2 separate regions of the Sus scrofa genome follow, and region 2 is linked to region 1. A link is a contact called in public HiChIP or PLAC-seq data. All regions are on one chromosome and are shown on one strand. The core of a region is the stretch at or near the end of the contact, and the rest is flanking DNA. Distances in the headings are between cores, read along the strand shown.

The links. HiChIP or PLAC-seq counts read pairs in DNA pulled down with a chosen protein or histone mark.
Region 2: an H3K27ac HiChIP or PLAC-seq map of skeletal muscle shows a contact between it and region 1, with 6 times the contacts expected there. The contact joins two enhancer-like sites. A contact is called at or near these places in 1 of 5 promoter capture datasets (fetal liver) and 1 of 2 datasets of contacts at active chromatin or transcription factors (skeletal muscle).

What each region holds. Positions count from the first base shown.
Region 1 is chr10:14,604,956-14,607,655 of Sscrofa11.1, forward strand. All of the region lies in intron 1 of COQ8A (atypical kinase COQ8A, mitochondrial), which reads left to right. Among named protein-coding and RNA genes, the nearest start is that of COQ8A, 9.1 kb to the left of the region's middle. Within about 2 kb of position 1,281, at least 13 of the 83 cell types and tissues checked have an H3K27ac peak or open chromatin away from gene starts, as enhancers often do. A contact at or near this core is called in skeletal muscle, where this site is marked.
Region 2 is chr10:14,964,276-14,966,975 of Sscrofa11.1, forward strand. No RefSeq gene overlaps it. Among named protein-coding and RNA genes, the nearest start is that of CDC42BPA, 25 kb to the left of the region's middle. Within about 2 kb of position 1,271, at least 15 of the 83 cell types and tissues checked have an H3K27ac peak or open chromatin away from gene starts, as enhancers often do. A contact at or near this core is called in skeletal muscle, where this site is marked.

The DNA of each region.
Region 1 (2,700 bases), core at 31-2,530:
TGTCTGTCTGCCTGTGAGCGGGCTCCTAGCTGCCCTGGCTCTGCCCCTGTGAATGTCACTCTCCCCTGTTTCTCCTGCTTCTGCCCCCCAACCCCATTAAACCATGGGTGCTGCCGCTGTGGCTCCACACGGGGCAGGCTTTTAGGGTGCTCATGGACAGCAGAAGTGCTTGAAAGGTACTCAGCATCCCTGGCTGTCTCCTGGACCCTGGGTCCTAGAGGAGGGAGCTGGAGAGGCTGGGAGCCCTGGGTGCCTGCGGGTATCCCAGCGCAGCACCGGGCCTCCGGGGACTAGCGAGGAGCGTGTGTGTGTGTGTGTGTGTGTGTGTGTGTGTGTGTGTGTGTGTCCGGGGACTAGCGAGGAGCGTGTGTGTGTGTGTGTGTAGGTGGGGGGCGGTGAACCATTCTGGCCAAAGCATTGATGTCGGGGGAGATGGTGGGAGAAGATTCTGGGAAGATGCCTTGCGGTCCACAGTGAAGGGCCTTAAAGGCTAGGCCTGGGCCCATGGCTTTAGTTCTGCAGGCAGAAGAAAGTGGAGGTCAGCGAGGAGGCAGCCAGCCGCTTTGTCCCCTGCCAGACGTCTTCTCATTTCTCCTCCTGAGTGTCGTTGTTTGTCTAGAGCTGTCCCTTGCAGGGTTAACTCACTGGTTTAAAAAACTCCTGGAGTTCTGGTTGTGGCTCAGTAGTAACAAACCTGACTAGTATCCATGAGGATGCGGGTTCGATTCCTGGCCCCACTCAGTGGGTTAAGGATCTGACGCTGGCGTGAGCTGTGGTGTAGGTCACAGATAGGTGGGATCCTGTGTGGCTCTGGCTGGCAGCTGCAGCTCTGATTGGACCCCTAGCCTGGGAACCTCCATATGCCGCGGGTGCTCCCCTAAAAAGCAAAAAACAAAACAAAACAAAAAAACAAAAAAACCTCAAACAGAAAAGCAAAAAACCAAACCAAAAAACCCAACTCTTGGGGTTTTGCATACACTACTAGTGCTGAAGTTGTTGCACGTGACCTCTACACCAGTGCCACACACCCGTGTCCACGCCTGGCCTGTGTGGCTTTTGGGGCTGCTAACAAAGGTTGATTCTGGGAGTCAGTGTGGCAGGACTGAGGGCCCAGAGGGGCTCTGTGTGGGGCCCCTGTCTCTCTCTCTCCCACCACGTCTGAGGCAGAACCAGCAGGCGGGCTCGCTGGTGCCTGGAGCGGGACGCTCTCAGCCTGGTGGCCCGGAAGCGTTCCGGAAAGAGAGTTTAGCCAAGTGGCCTTTGAGAGCCCAGCCAGCTCTCAGATTTTTATGACTCATGATTTTCTGCAGCCAGGTGGACACACTTCTCAGAGCGTGAACCTTGCTGTGTTTCCAGGAGAGTGCCTGTTGGTTTTCAGAAAAGTTCCGGACCGGGGGCAGGTTTCTTATCTGCCGTCTCACTTCCCAGGCAGCAGGAGGAAGGGCCTGGAGCCTGGACGCAGGCAGGCATGTCAGGCCAGCCCCTGACAGCACCAGGGCTTGAGCAGATGAGCCCCTCTGTGGAGCTTGGCCTCCTCAGCGAACGGGGCTGTTGTAGGATGAAGAGTAGTGTAAGGTGACATGCACTGGACGGAAATAATGAATGACAGCTCTTGTAGTTCTTCATACTATTGCACTGAAATATTTAATCTGAAGTGAAAGTGTTTGAAAGATGAGGACTATAAAAGCTGATGTATGCCAGGCACTGTGCGGTCCCTGGCAGGGGCTGTGAGCGCTCAGCAATGGTTTCCGTGTTGAACCGAGCCTGGGAAAGAGGCTGGTGCATGAGCAGGACGTGTTTATGCTGACAGCAGGCACGACTCTGCAGTCAGGAACAAGAATGCATCTTGAGCTGCCCGTGGGATGGGCCAGCCCCTAGCTCAGTGCCTGGCACTTGGTTGGCACTCAGTACGGTTTGTGGGGTGACCAGACCAAGTTGATTTAGACGAACTCTCTGGAAATTATCCTAGACTACTGCCCTTCTTCCCAACCCAATGATTTACCTTTTAAAAAATAGCCACTGGGAGAAAAAAAGGAGTTCCTGTTGTAGCTCAACGGGTTAAGAATCCGTCCAGTATCCATGAGGATGAGGGTTCGATCCCAGGCCTCCTTCAGTGGGTTAATGATCAGGCATTGCCACAGGCTGCGGTGTAGGTTGCAGATGCGGCTCTGATATCATGTTGGCTGTCGCGTAGACTGGTGGCTACGGCTCCAATTCGACCCCTAGCCTGGTAGCTTCCATGTGATGCAGGTGTGGCTCTAAAAAGAAAAAGAAAAAAAAAAAAAAGCTGCTGGAAGTTCTCACTGTGGTGCAGTGGGTTAAGAATCCAACCGCAGCAGCACAAGTCACTGTGGAGGTGCATGTTCCATACCCATCCTGGCACCATGGTTAAAGGATCCAGCGTTGCTGCAGCTGTAGCCATTAGAAAAAACAAAAAACAACCCAAAAAACACCCCCCTTGCATTAGTTTCCCATTGCTGCTAAAACAAATTATCACAAACCCAGTGGCCTAAAACTCCACAGTTATCTTACAGTGCTGGAGGTCAGAGGTCTGAAATGGAACTCACCTGGCTAAAATCAGGGGGTCCGCAGCTGATTCTCTCTGGAGGCTTAAGGCAGAGCCCCCGCCCCTGGCCTTTTCCAGCCTCTGCGTCTCTCACTCGCCTTCTGACCTCGATCCTCCTCCTCCCTCTCATAGGG
Region 2 (2,700 bases), core at 21-2,520, 360 kb after region 1:
GAACTCCCCATCACTGGTGAAATTCTTCATGATTAGGATGCTCCTGCCAGCCAATAGCTGTTAGCACCTCACTTAACACCACTCAGAGGTCCTTGCCAATGGAAAAGCAAGACTCCTCTGAAAGCTTCCTTTCTATGGTACTTCTGGCTCCAACTGTCTTGGCCTGGGTTCCCTAAAAAAGTAGAGCCTAAGATAAGGATTTGAATGGGAAGTGATTCCCAAGAAACAGGAATGAAGCTAGGAAGCAAAAAACAGGAGAGGAGGAAAAATTATCCAAAGGTGTGTTGTTAAGCTGTTCACGGGGCTCCATCCTGCTGGAAACTTTCTAAGGGGTCACGTAAAATGTGCCTCCAAATTGTTCACTCAGCCTCTCCCATTGGTCAATGGAACGTCTGCCCCAGGAAACAAAACTCCTTGCTGGGTTTGCACAGCCATCGTGTCAGAATGGCTGAATGGGTTTCTTTAGGTGTCCCACGGGGTACAAAGTGCGAGAAATGTGATAGAGTTGAGGTGGGATGCCATCAGGTTATACCTACGCAATGTTGGTGTCACCTACTGATGGCAGTGCCAGCCGGCTCCACTTAACCCCACGCAGCACCAGCCACGTCAGTGGCTGGAATAAAAAGATGCTCAAAATGTTGTAAGACAAGATGCGAGATGTCTCTGATAGGCCTCTTCTCCCGGAACATTGCCTCATATCATTCTCTTTGCCCAAACTTTGTATTTCATTTATCATCACTCTGATTGTCTCCTGGAAACAATCTCAGCGGGGAGTTTTCCCCCATCTGTAAAGCTTAACCCAACAGCACTCTTATTATCTAATAGCTATATCCATCCAGTTCCTCTGTGCAACTTCCTTTGTGAATTATCAGAGAACAACACTCTCCCCAGGGTGTTTCTAGTATGATTTAACTGTCCCTGGTCATAAATTATAATACATTTGTGACAAAGGTTTCTTAGGTCATGTCCCCTGAGACACACTATGAGATAGGATTGTTTGTAGGAGGTTTATTGGGGGGGAGCTGTCTTCAGGATCAGCATCCATGGGGAGAGAAGGAAGTAGGATTGGGTGGAAGGAGGAGCTGAGCTGGGATGCAACAGAAGCCAGGCTGCAGCCAAGGGGAGCTATGCATGGCCTGTCTTGTCCCACCTTGATGCAAAGCGGGTAGACCCTTGTACCTGGCGTCCGTCAGTGATTGGGTGGGGACTGGCCCCAGGGAGGGTATGTTCTTGGGCTCAGGACTGAGAGCATTTCCTGGAGAGTGACTCAGCTAAGAGTCTGGAGCCGCCAAACACTCCAGCAGCTGGGGAAATATCTCAGTTCTGAAGATCTGGGCAAGGTATCACTGCATTAACTCTAGTCCATCCTCTCTGCCGCTGGGGTTGTTTTTCTTGTAAGTTCAGTTCTGCAGACAGTTCCTCCAGGATTCTGGTTGGTTCTTCTTGTGGGAAATTTGAAAGAGGAAAGTTGGCAGAAAAACCACAACTTCTGCTACTGCAGTAACAGAGCCTGAGGCTCCAATTAACCATCTCTCCCTCCTTCTGCCTGTGCTACATTCCTCTCACGCTTGGCTGGACCTCTGTTGGTCTTGGTGCCTGACCTGGTGGGCTGAGGCCCTGGTTGCCATGCCCTTCTCAGCCTTTTTTTCCCCCTTGTTTTGGCCGCCCCATGGCATATGGAGTTCCCAGGCAACGCAGGATCCTTAACCTACTGTGCCGGGCCAGGGATCAAACCTGGGTCCCAGTGCTCCCAAGACACTGCTGATCCCATTGCACCACAATGGAAACTCCTGGCTCTGGCACCTTGCCTATTAACTCTCAAAACTGGGAAAAGTGGGAGTTCCCATTGTGACTCAACAGTAACGAATCCCAGCTAGTATCCATGAGGATGCCGGCTCAATCCCTGGCCTCGCTTAAGGTCGCAGCTCTGGCTCAGGTCCAATCCCTGGCCCACAAGTTACATATGCTGTGGGGCCGCCAAAAGAGTGGGGGAGTGGGGGGAAGAGGCATATTCTTTAATACAGGAATGTTTTTGGAAGGTACAATGGTGAACAAAAAGGAATATTTATCAACTTAGCCTGGGATGGGTTGGGATGGGAAAGCCAGAGACAGGAAAGTCTTCACAGAGGAAAAGGAGTATTTTGCTGGTGCCATAGGCTGAAGAATGTCTCCCCAAAGATGTCCCCAGTACGTGTGAATATCTTAAGTGGCAAAAGGGACCTTGCAAAAAAGGGGAGGGGGGGGAACCTTGCAGATATGATTAAGTTAACGATCTTGAGACAGGAGTGTGAGAGACGCAGAGGATGGAGGGATGCAGTGATGAGGAAGGAGCCACGGCCAAGGGACGCAGCAGTGCCCAGAGGCTGAAAAAGGCCAGGGGCAGGGGCTCTGCCTTGAGCCTCCAGAGAGAATCAGCTGCTGACTCCTTGATTTTAGCCAGGTGAATCCCATTTCAGACTTCTGACCCCCAGCACTGAAAGACAACAAATTCCTATTAAGTCCCAAAATGTATGGTAATTTGCTCCAGTAGCAAAAGGAAACAAATGCAAGGCTTCCCGGTGTACAATCTTCAAGTTCTCAGACCTCTCCTCTCGGTTCACTGGTTTCTTTCAGTGATTTTTCTCCTATTTCAGCCACTCTCTGGCTTGGTCATAGCCTAGATTTAATAATACTAATAACTGGAGTTCCCCTAGTGGTTCA